Linked DNA regions of Mus musculus: region 2 is linked to region 1. The links are chromatin contacts, called in public HiChIP or PLAC-seq maps. All regions are on one chromosome and are shown on one strand. The core of a region is the stretch at or near the end of the contact, and the rest is flanking DNA. Distances in the headings are between cores, read along the strand shown. Region 1 holds the start of Ezh2 (enhancer of zeste 2 polycomb repressive complex 2 subunit). Region 2 has its middle 15 kb from the start of Gm40371.

Evidence for each region. HiChIP or PLAC-seq counts read pairs in DNA pulled down with a chosen protein or histone mark.
Region 2: a contact with region 1 is called in an H3K27ac HiChIP or PLAC-seq map of CD8 T cells, with 27 times the contacts expected there. The contact joins the enhancer-like site here to the promoter of Ezh2 in region 1. A contact is called at or near these places in 6 of 39 promoter capture datasets (the 3T3-L1 cell line, the C10 cell line, cranial neural crest and 3 more), 3 of 15 datasets of contacts at CTCF or cohesin (CD8 T cells, the NIH/3T3 cell line and pro-B cells), 29 of 484 Hi-C or Micro-C datasets (the 63-12 cell line, B cells, the Ba/F3 cell line and 19 more), 33 of 115 datasets of contacts at active chromatin or transcription factors (the 230-238 cell line, CD8 T cells, DN3 thymocytes and 22 more) and 4 of 9 other capture datasets (adipose tissue, liver, macrophages and 1 more).

What each region holds. Positions count from the first base shown.
Region 1 is chr6:47,591,243-47,597,328 of GRCm38.p6, forward strand. It overlaps Ezh2 (enhancer of zeste 2 polycomb repressive complex 2 subunit), which reads right to left and starts at 3,788. Exons shown (of 20, transcript NM_007971.2): 1 at 3,652-3,788. F830010H11Rik (RIKEN cDNA F830010H11 gene) reads left to right here and starts at 3,967. Exons shown (of 1, transcript NR_168258.1): 1 at 3,967-6,086.
Region 2 is chr6:47,632,988-47,639,073 of GRCm38.p6, forward strand. No RefSeq gene overlaps it. Among named protein-coding and RNA genes, the nearest start is that of Gm40371, 15 kb to the right of the region's middle. Within about 2 kb of position 3,669, at least 116 of the 459 cell types and tissues checked have an H3K27ac peak or open chromatin away from gene starts, as enhancers often do. A contact at or near this core is called in the 230-238 cell line, the 63-12 cell line, B cells and 22 more, where this site is marked.

The DNA.
Region 1 (6,086 bases), core at 2,538-5,037:
ACCTACCTGAAATTACAACAAGGTATCCTTCAGTTAAAAGTCTTGCCACCTTCAAGCCAAATATAGTGGCACATGCCTATCATCTTAGCTACTCAGGAGGCTAAGATAGGAATATCATGAAAAACTAATAGTTTGAGACAGTTATGAACAACACAGCAAGATCTACTTCAAAAAAGAAAAAAAGAAAAGCAGAACCTGGTGGTACACATTTATAAAACTAGCACTCAAAAGACTAAACAGGAGGACCTCAAATCCAGGTCAGCCACAGCTACAAATAAAGACCTAGTCTCAAAAAAAGAAAGTAAGTTTGGGCTAGCATTTGAAATGTAAATGAAGAAAATATCTAATAAAAAATTGAAAAGAAAGAAAGAAAGAAAGAAAGAAAGAAAGAAAGAAAGAAAGGAAGGAAGGAAGGAAGGAAGGAAGGAAGGAAGGAAGGAAGGAAGGAAGGAAAGAAGGCAGGCAGGTATAGTGGCCTATCCTAGCACTCAAAAGCCAAGTGAGGTAGGATAGGACTGCCTCAAATTTAAGGCCTGTCTGGGCTACATAGTAAATTCAAGACTAATCTGAGTTACATAGCAAGTGAGGGAGGAAGACCTAGCCTGTCTGCTTTGCCAATTTTCTTTATTATTGAGGAAGAATATGTGAACCCATGCATGAACACATAAGATAGCTTTTTTGGGGAGTCGGTTCTCTCTTCCCCTGTACCAGGTTCCAGGAATCAAACTTGGGTTTCATAGTAAGCAGTTTTATTTATATCTCACTGTTTTCCAAATTTCTCTGTCAATTTATTTCACTGTATCTTTCCAATTTCCTTAAATCACTTGGTTATTAACTATTCTCTGGAAACTACCAACCTAAGTGTTAGGCAACCAATCAAAAATAGGACAGAAACTTTGTCCCACAACACTTAGACAGTGTGAAGCATAAACAAGTGAACAATTTGATACATGCAATAATATAAGTATGAACAAAACTCTGTGAGTGTCTGAGACTTCTGGGACAACATCTCTAAAATAAAGCACATACTCTGATGGACCTTTCTCTGAATTTAATGAATTGTTCCTTTCTACCCATGTTCCACCGTAAAGATTCTACCAACCTATAACTACTATGGAATGTACTGAAAAATTCACCATCTACACTGACATAAAGACTTCAAAGCTAATCTATAAACCATTTCTATAGCCCATAAATCATTTTATCAGCAGAGAAATTTTCCTTTGTTCGTTTTTTTAAGGCAAATCAACTTTCTTCATTATTATTTAAAGGCTAGTAATAAAATAAATCTAAACTTCTTGAGCATATGACTTCAAAGGATAAAGGACAACCTAAAGCAAATGAATTTTGGTGTGATTTGGAAAATCTGACTAAAACCTTTACATAGCCAACACAAAAATAATCACATGTATCCATGCAAAAGAATATCAGTACCAAAAAGAACACTTCTAGCTACACATGTCAACAAGTGGCTTTTTCTATCCCTATTTAGACTTCTTAAACATTTCTCATTTCTACCGAAACATAAGGCAATATTTTCAACCAATTCTTCAGAGAGTTAAGGAAATATATGTGGCAAGTACAAAACAGCAAATGTCAACTACAGGAAAAAATCACATATTCAGGCAAAACTGAATTGTTAAATTCTAAACTAATTTTCTACCAAAATTCTATACAACTAGCTCACCTCATAATGAATGAGATTATCAATAGGATTTTAATGTAAACATAAACCTTATGCTACAATCTCAACATTTAGAGCTGCACCTGGAATGTCTATTCTACGATGCTCCTGCAAATCAGAAACAACAGAAATTTGACACTGCATTTCTTTGTCTCCATTCATATGAAACCGTAAATTAGCAGATGTACTTTAGGTCTTCATTAGATGAAACAGTGCAACAAGAGTCTGTTCTTTTGGTTTTTTTTTGTTTTTTTTTTTAAGAAATATATTCAAAACCCATCAAAATTAGAATATAGGATGCAATTTTCCTAAGTTTTCCTAATGCAATTTTCATTCTCTAGTACACCTCTCCAAAGAGAAAAGGCAGGATTCTTTTCGTTTAAGACCAGAATCCAATCCGTTTCCAACTTGAGAATACAAGAACAGGAAATTAAATATAACCTAAATATTTCCACATTCTTCTAAGTAAAATTGACTTTTATTCCTGAATATGAATTCACTGCTAATATTCATTAATAAAAAGTAATTGAAAATACATTTTTAAATCGCCAAAAATATAAACTACATTCAACTGTGACAGCATTAGTATTTTTCAAATGTTTTATGTGCCATTAAAAACCCATAGAATTAAACTGATAACGACTTTCCTGAAACTGAAAAGGCGTTGTAGCGTTGTTGTACGGTATTTTAAATATCAAAGACAAATTTTTACTTCAGATGAATTTAGATTCTACAGATCCTGTTAATAAGCAAAGTAAGTTTCTTTGAATTGTGACAAGAATACACTCGAATTTCTTAGGCAACAAATGCCTTTTCTGACTCACCAAAGCTATTGTTCACGGGAAACGTGACCCACTAAAAAGAAACTGTCAATTCTACAGCGTAAACCCACATTTCTCGTGGGTATTTTATTTCGATCATCTAGTCTTTAACAACCTACCCCTGGAGATTTGGGGAATAATCACTGAGTAAATGACAGTTGATTTCGTTAGCACCTGTCACCATTCTCAAAAGCACACAAGTTGGCCAAAACAGATTTTGTTTTTCTTTCAGGTTTTGGTCCTTTAGAAAGTAGAACTCACAAGACATTCACCAAGTTTTCCGAAAGCCCGTGCTTTCTCAATTTCTCCCATTTTCAAAAAGTAGCCCTGAAGCATACGATCTGGTGCGTGCAAGGGGGGCTGTATAATGAAGTGAGAGAAGGAAACACAGCTGGACTCTTCCATCGAACTTAGCACAAAGCCAGTCGAGGACACTAGCAGCCCGAGGCAGTGGGAGACTCCCGGCTCTCGGGGAAATGTCAGCCGCAGGGCTAAGGGAGTTCCCACATTGTGCACGCAGTCCCGCCTTAGCAAGGCCCGGCGTTAGCCGGTCGCCCCCAGCAGGGCCAGGCAAGGACGAGCCCTGCCCACTCGCGCTCGCGTCGCGCCTCCCCACGCCCCCACCCGCGCGGCGGGAGCCCCGAGTGTCGCGTCCTCCCCTCCCCTTCCGAGACACAGTCTGTCCTTTGTCTGAGTGCAGACTCTCGACTCGGTCCCACCAACTTGTGTGTAAGTCCCGTCCTACCCGGGCGCTCCCGCCTCCCAGCCACACAAAGAAGACTTGAGGCTCAGCGCTGCCGGCCCCGATCGGCCACAGGAACGCCCCCAGCCCCGGCCAGGCGGGACCAGGCTCCGGGACAGAAGCCCCCACTCCCGGCCCCCGCCCGCCCGCGTCTGCCGGAATCCACAGTTCACTCGTGGGACCGCGGGGACCGCCACACACCTCACGACCGCTCAGAAAGCTGTCCCCTAGCCCTCCCTCCGCGCCTACAAAAGCGGCGCTCGAGTGAGACCCGCTTGGGCGATGCCGAAGACTGGCCAGGCACCCGCGCGGAGGTCCCGCGATCGCCGCCGCCGCCGCCGCCGCCCCGGGGCGCGTTCCAGATCCCTGACTGCCGACCACCGGCGGCCGACGGCGCGGACTACCTTCGTCCCGCGCGCCAGCCCGCGCCTCTCCCGCGCGTCGCCCCCAACCCGCCGCCACCGCCACCGCCGCCGCCGGGACTCCACTGCCTTCGATGTCCCACTGGGTGTCGGACGCGACCGGACCGAGCGCCAAACGCAGCAACCCAATCGCCATCGCTTTTATTTGGCCCCCCCAGCACTATCAAGCGCCTCTCCGATTGGAGGATGCGAGAGGGCGCCCGTCCAATCAGAGGGCCGAACGGGCTGGGAGCCTTCGGAGCGAGCTCCAGCCCTGGGAGCGCGAGGCTCACCAGCGCGTGCGCGAGTGACAGGGCTCGCTCTGAGGAACGCGGCTTGCTGGGTGGAAGCACCACAGTCGCTGTCTTTGTTCTTTTGCCAACGTGCGGTACCTCTCAGGAAAGCCATGGACAGGCAGGCGGAGGCCGGGCACTTGGCGGGACCCGAAGCCCGCTATGGGCAGGAGGCGGGGAGGTCGGGATGGCGGGAACCGGCCGGGGGGCGGGCCAGCTCTTGGCGGGAATGGGCGCTGAGTGGTTCTCGGGAGGGGGAGGGGAGGAGACGGGCGGGCGCCTGAGCCAAGTTTGAAATAGTTCAAAACTCGGGTTGGTAACGGTCTTAACCGCCCTCTTCTCCGGCGTGCCATACTGGGCCCGGGGTCCAACACTTTTGTTGGCGCCACTGAAAGGAAGGCGTGTGACCGGCCCCACAGGGGATTCAATGCGGGGCGGCCCTCGCTCCTCACGGAGAGCACCAGTAGGCAGATAAAGTTAGTGCGGTTCCTTTCGGCACCTTGGAGGCTTTGGCTAGCAAAACTGGTGCCTAATCCCCTGACGACGGAAGAAAAGGCGACCAGATTTCTCTGAAAGGCCTTCCAAGCTGCGTTTATGGTTCTTAGCACTTATCAAGGTTTCAAGTTGTTTATTAACAACTTTTGAGAGCAAATAGCTCACCCCATGTTTTCTCAGCAAAGTGTAAGGAGTTTGCAACATTTGTCAATGGCATCTTGGGAGTCAACCTTTCTCCCCGAGGAATAGAAATGAGCTGCTTATACAGTACGCAGCCCAACCCCCACTCCCTGTTCAGTTATCTGGCAATGAGGTGAATAATGGTATTTCAAATTTACTTTTAATAAGATGCATCTGAATGGCAAAATCCCACAGACCTGTGAAAACAGGTTCAATAGTGAAGAGTTCAGACTGAGAATTTGTAACACTCTGGAAGTTATGTATCTGTATTGGTCGTGGTTCTCTAGAGGAACAGGTTGAATGAATGAATGAATAAATGAATGTATTCATTCCTTCACTGATAGAATGGATAGAGAACTGAGAATGAATATGTATATAGATTTTCAGAATATATAGAAAGAAGGAATATATACATAATCCTTCACTGGCATTAGAGCACACATCTTCTGGCTTCCTTCAGCCAAAGACACCCAGGCTTGTAGACTCAAGAACTAGCGGATTCTTGGGTTTTCCGTTGGTAAACAGTAATTGTTGGACTAGCTGGACCTACAGCCTGTAAGCCACTCTAATAAACTAGTGTGTGTGTATGTAAGCGGAAAATTCAAGAATCCACTAGTTCAGTTCATAAGCTGGGATGCCTTCAGCTGAACTTCATTATACACCTGAAATTCGGTATACATTATACATTGGCACAAATGCCAATAAAGGAATGGGCTTGCCAAGTAGAGTGAGGACAAGCAGGTGCAGCTTCCCACCTTAAAAGATCTGGATTAAAAGTCAAATGATTTAGTTAAGAAAAAAGCCATCGTGGGTGTACCCTTAGTTTTTAGTTAATTCTTGGGTTTTAGTTAATACCCTATGTAGTCAACTTGACAACCAAGAATAGCCAGAGAAAAATACACTCATGTTCAAATAAAAATATATATAAAAGAAAAATATGAGTTACTCAAGAGTGCTCTATAATGTGACAAACTAGCAGTCAACAATATACTAACTTGTCCTGGTAAAAAAGCTATCCAACTACATCAACAACTTATACGTGCTTTTTTTTTTTTCTTTTTTTTCAGTAAACAATTTAGACTTGAGGTAACTGCTTATCTTGAACTTTGTGTTACTATTTTAAATGTCCTTTAATATTAAGTATTGATAACATTTTTATAGAAAAATCAAGGAATTTACATTAGTATATATATGGAGCTTCTAAAGAAATCCAAGAGTTGTAATGAAAATTGTTAGGTGTTTAGAAGCAAGAAATGTTAAATATTTAAACAAAACTGGTTTAAGAAAAGAACATTTTAGCCAGCTTCAGAAAAAGCACAAGACCTAGAATGGATGGGGCAACAAAAGTACTCCAAATAGACATGTACAATCTACATAGAAAACATAATTGGAGCTGAGAATTCTTATTTAAAAGAGTGAGCAGAACTAAGTGCTTCTACATTAAGTATGTACTTTTTTAAATATAAAGTC
Region 2 (6,086 bases), core at 2,419-4,918, 42 kb after region 1:
CAGGTCCCCAATCCCAGCCTGCCTCCTACAGCTTCTTGTTATATATTTATACAGGATGAGAAGGAATCCAGAAAGTTGCCTTTGAAGAGGAAGTTGGAAAACCTTTTAGTCTCACGATCCATGATTATGTCCTTTATTACAAAAATTGGCAGAAGTTAGGAACTGAAAAGATGGCTGTACTGGCTGGTTTTGTGTCAACTTGACACAGGCTGGGGTTATCACAGAGAAAGGAGCTTCAGTTGGGGAAATGCCTCCATGAGATCCAGCTGTGGGGCATTTTCTCAATTAGTGATCAAGGGGGGAGGTCCCCTTGTGGGTGAGACCATCTCTGAGCTGGTAGTCTTGGGTTCTATAAGAGAGCAGGCTGAGCAAGCCAGGGGAAGCAAGCCAGTAAAGAACATCCCTCCATGGCCTCTGCATCAGCTCCTGCTTCCTGACCTGCTTGAGTTCCAGTCCTGACTTCCTTTAGTGATGAACAGCAATTTGGAAATGTAAGCTGAATAGACCCTTTCCTCCCCAACTTGCTTCTTGGTCATGATGTTTTGTCCAGGAATAGAAACCCTAACTAAGACAATGGCCCTGCAGTTAAGAGCACTGGCTGTTCTTACAGAGGACCAGGGTTCAACTCCCAGTATCCACATGGCAGTTCACAGTCATCTGTAACTTCAGTTCAGGGGATTAGCACCCTCTTCTGGCCACCAAAAGCACCAGACACACATGTACACAGACCTACATATAGGCCAAATGGTCATAATACATAAAATAAAGACTATTTTTTAAAAATTGGGTTTACCTTATTTATTTTCTGTTATGTATGTTGTTGTGCATCTCATAATTATTATTATTTGTTGGTTTGCTTATAGGTTCTTGGCTTCCTGCTCCAGCAACTATGTCTGCTGCTTGCTGCCATGCTTTCCCATTGTGATTAACTATTATCACTATGGACAAACAAATCTAAATTATTCTGTAACTTGCATTAGTAAAGTGTTCTTATCACAGTAGTAACAGTGGTACCAGGAGTAGGGTGTTAGTGTAGAGAACCTGACCATTTCTTTTTAAAGGAATGTGGTAGACGACTTTGGAAGTTTGGACTAGAAAGGGCAGGTATTTTTGTTTGTTTTTGTTTTTTGGTTTTGCAAGACAGGGTTTCTCTGTGTAGCCGTGGCTGTCCTGTAACTCACTTTGTAGACCAGGCTGGCCTCGAACTCAGAAATTGGCCTGCCTCTGCCGCCCGAGTGCTGGGATTAAAGGCATGCGCCACCACGCCCAGCTAGAAAAGGCAGTTTAACAGATCATTAATCCGAGTTTAAAGGGCCATCCTAGTAGGAGTTTAAAAGACAGTAGTACTGAGAACAATGCAGGGTATGGAGGTCCAGTTCACGTGATTTTAGAGGAGAACATTATTAGAACTGGGTTAGAGGTCATTCCTGTAATATTGTGACAAAGAATTTGGATGCCTTCTGCTGTTTTCCTAAGAACTTGTCTGAGACTAGATTGAAAAAGTAATGTAGGAGGGAATCAGAGAAATGGCTCAGTGGTTAAGAGCACTGACTGTTCCTTCAGAGTACCCAGATTCGATTCCCAACACCCACATGGCAGCTCACACCCATCTGCGACTTCAGTTTCATGGGATAAAAGCCACCTCTGGCCTCTGTGATCACCAGACTTGTGTGATGCATGTAAATACAGGTAGCTAAAACACCTATACACCTTAAGAAAAATCTTTTTTTAAAAAGTAAATTTTCTATGGTGGAGATTTCAAGGCCATATAATATTGAATCTGTGGTGTGGTGTGGTATGGCATGGTATGGTTGTTGTTGCCATTAGGTTTTTCATCGTCTCACTATGTAGACTTGGCTGGCCTAGAATTTATAGATATAATATGAAAAACATGTAAATTATTAGACAAACTACTATGACTAGTATTAAATTCTCATTTTAGTTAGATGACAAAATCCCCAGAGCTATAAAGTTTTTATTGGCTCTAACTAGCATCTAGCATCTGTGAGCTGATGAGATGACCCAGTGGTGACAGCTAGCTATCAGGACCAGAGCCTGGATCTCAGACACACAATAAGCCAGATGTCCCGCAAAATGCCTTTAACTCCAGATCTGAGGGATCTGATATCCTCTTATGGTCTCTACACCTAAAACCATGCACATCCACACATCCACACATAAAGAAATAAATATTTTTAAAAAGAAAATAAGACATAGCATTTGACAACATTTCTAATATGTTTGCTAAATTATATGCTTCTAAAATCATTGTGTCAGCTAACTTAGTCTTCAGAAACCTCTAAGCTTTTGGTACCATTATTTAATTTGTAAAAGTTTTATTATTTTATGTGTATGGATGCTGGTATGAATGTTTGGGTTCTACAAGTATGCAGTACCTGAGGTGACCAGAAGAAGGCGTTGGATCTCGTATAACTGGAGTTATGGACAATCGTGAGCTGCCACATGGGTGCTTGAAATAGAATCTGGGTTCTCTGCAGAGCCAGTACTTTAATTTTATTTATTTATTTATTTATTTGTTTGTTTGTTTGTTTATTTATTTATTTATTTATTTATTTATTTATTTATTTATTTTTGGTTTTTTCAAGACAGGGTTTCTCTGTGTAGCCTTGGCTGTCCTGGAGCTCACTCTGTAGACCAGGCTGGCCTCGAACTCAGAGATCCGCCTTTTCTTATTTGCAGTTATGTGTATGTGTCTGTGGATATTTGCAAGTGAGGTCCAGAAGAGGGTGTCAGATCCTTGGGAGCTGATGTTGCAAGTCATTGCAAGTTGCTTGATGGGAACTGAACTCTGGTCCTCTGAAAGAGCAGCAAGCAACTGCAATGGCTGAGCCATCTCTGTAGCCCTGGTACTATCATTTTATCTAGGACAAATTTTAAATGTTAACTTATATTTAGGGTTTCTCTCACGTTTCTGAAATTCCCAGTGCAACCCTAATGACCCATTTCCACTCTCCCCGTTCATTACAGTAGAGGTTTAGGAAGCCACCTGGGCCTCCCCCCCCCCTTCCCCCACTAATTCGCTGTCTTTGAAATCACAGGGAGAACATTTACTTACTAGGAAAAACCTAAGAAATATTTTCAGTGAACTGCTTTATTTTGACTCAGTGGAAAAACTTTACCAAAATTTCTCAATAAGATGTGTGTGTGTGTTTAGACTAGGAACTTGTATATGTCTTCAAATGTCCCATCTCAGAGCCACTTTCCCAATTCCACAATTCTAAAATAAATAGATAAACAACAACCAAGACAAAAAAACGTCCTGAGAAAGGTTTATGTGTGAACTCTGTTTCATATTTTTGTTTCGGGCTTAATTCATGCCTGACAAAAACACCCAGGTCCAACCCACATCTTCAAGGGAAACACCCTTTTTTACAGGATATAACTTCGTGTTATTCTGGCAGTTTTTAATGTGCATAACACCGAAGTGTAGGTAATCTCTCTCTTTGTCCTTATTCTCATAATACATATTTAATTGTTTTAAAATGTCACTGTCTCAGTTCCACAGTGGGTAAGAAACCATGAGTAATATGGGGAGGGAGCTAAAAGGAAAAATCACCCATAAAGGGGATTTTACACGCACAGAGCCTCACAGAAGGCTCAGATCCTAGCTGGTGACACCTGCTGATGTGACTCTTTATTTCCACCCTAGAACTACCCTTGCAGGGCACATGCCAGGCCCCACCCCAACAGGCCAGGCTCCCTGACTCACAAGCCTTGGGACCCCAGGACACTTCCAGTTTTCAGAGGTACTGCCTCCCACCCTACGTTTCTGTCAGAGCAGGCTCTTGACTCAGTTTCCTTATTTTGCCTTACCTATTGAGGCAGGGCGAGAGTTCCCAGCAGATCTCTTGCAGACCTCGTAGCTGCCCTCAGCCCTCCGGGTTTACTTTCATATTTAGTTAGGCTCTACCCACAATGCATTTGTAAAAAACTGAAATGCAAAAAAAGCTTGGTGGTTAACCTAATTCTCCAAGTCATTGCTTATGAAACTTTGTTTCACTTTCATCACGTTTGGCATGTTGATTTTATGTGTTTTATTTTTAATGGTTATGGCATAGGCCCTAAAAATATCTCCTTAATTAGAAAAGATCCTAGATAGGAATTATAAATAGTCAAAGACTGGCATTACTGTTTAGTTGGTCTGGGGTTGTGGGTTATTGTTAAATTGTTTAACACTGTTTCCCCCCATACCCATGCTTGACTAACGTGGGGAAATTTAAGATTACATTTAGTCCATTATATCAGTAGAAAACTTTTTTTTTAAAAAAAGAGATTACTTGTTTTAAGTATTCTGGTAAGATTAACTTTCTAGTTACACACATGTATTAACCTTCAAAGTGTCTGAAAAGAAAAAATATGCAAAGAAGAATCATTAAATTAAAACACTAAGAAATGTCTTAGTTAGCTTTGAACTTACTAAAGAGTAAACAGCAGTAAGTTTCCATTGTAAGCAATTGTGGAGGGAGGGGGAAGCCCTTATAGAAGAAACCATCTTTCCCAGATATTGATAGCATGAACTTATGTGCCTGATGCACTGTCCTGATACAATTTAATCCAGTATGGATTTTTGAGACAGACTCGCCTTAAACAGCCTAGGCTGATCTTAAACTCCCTATATAAGAATTTACCACTTATTCCCTTTTTAAAATATTTCTACTTGTATAATTGTGTATGGATGGGAAAAATCTCGAAGATAATACATGAAATTATTGACAGTGTTTACATAACTCTTCAGGATTTCAAGTCCAGTGACCACTTAAGAATGCACTATTCTTTTCTTAGTATGGTGGTGGTGATGGGGAGCAGGGGCGTGAGATGGAAGGGGGTGTTTATAGAGTTCAGAAGAGGGCATCTGATCCTTCCCAGCTGGACTTAGAGGCAGCTGTGGACTGGCTAAAGTGGAACTGAACTCTAGTCTTTGGCAAAAGCAACATGTATTCTTTTTGCTTGTCTCTTTGGTGGTTTGTTTTGTTTTGTTTTTGAGACAGAGCTTTTCTATCAGTCCTGACTGTCCTGAAACTCAATCTTAGAGCTCCTCTTGCCTCTGCCTTCCAAGTGCTGGGATTGTAGGTATGTGCCACCATGCCCAGCAGTTATTCTGTTGTTGTTTTGTTTTGACACAAGGTCTCATAATGTAGCTCTGGCTATCCTGGAACTCATTATATAGACCAAGCTAAGCTTCCAACTCCAAGAGATCTTCTTGCCTTTGCCTTCTGCACACCCAGCTGCAACACTGAGCTACCTCCATGGCCCTCAGATTTTAAATATTACATTTATTTATTTAGTGTGTGTGATGGTTTGTTTATCCTTGGACCAGGGAGTGGCACCATCTGAAGGTGTGGCCTTGTTGGAATAGGTGTGACCTGGTTGGAATGGGTGTGTCACTGTGGGTGTGGGTATAAGATCCTCATCCTAGTTGCCTGGAAGTCAGTCTTCCACTAGCAGCCTTTGGATGAAGGTATAGAACTCTCAGCTCCTCCTATGCCATGCCTGCCTGGATACTGCCATGCTCCCACCTTGATGATAATGGACTGAACCTCTGAACCTGTAAGCCAGCCCCAATTAAATGTTGTGTTTTATAAGACTTGCCTTGGTCATGGTGTCTGTTCACAGCAGTAAAACCCTAACTAAGACAGAAATTGGTACCAGAAGTGGGGTATTGCTGTGATAGGCCTGGCCATGCTTTCATTTGAAAGAATGTGGATTTTTGGACTTTGGATTTGGAACTCAGTGGAATGCTTTAAATGGGGCTTAATGGGTCAACCTAGTAGGAATATGGAAGACTTTTTTGCTGGGAGTGATTTGAACTGTGTTGACCTGGCCCAAGAGATTTCAAAGGAGAAGAATTTCAGTATGTGGCATAAAGACTGTTTTTGTGGTATTTTGGTGAAGAATGTGGCTACTTTTTACCCTTGTCTGAAAAGTCTGCCTGAGGCTAAGGTGAAGAGACTTGGATTAATTGCATTAATTGCATTGACAAAGGAAGTTTCAAAAAAGCCCAGCAGAGACTTTGTTCTCTGGTTAAGTCTCACAAAGAGAAGTTTGAACAAGCATAACAAGCTTAG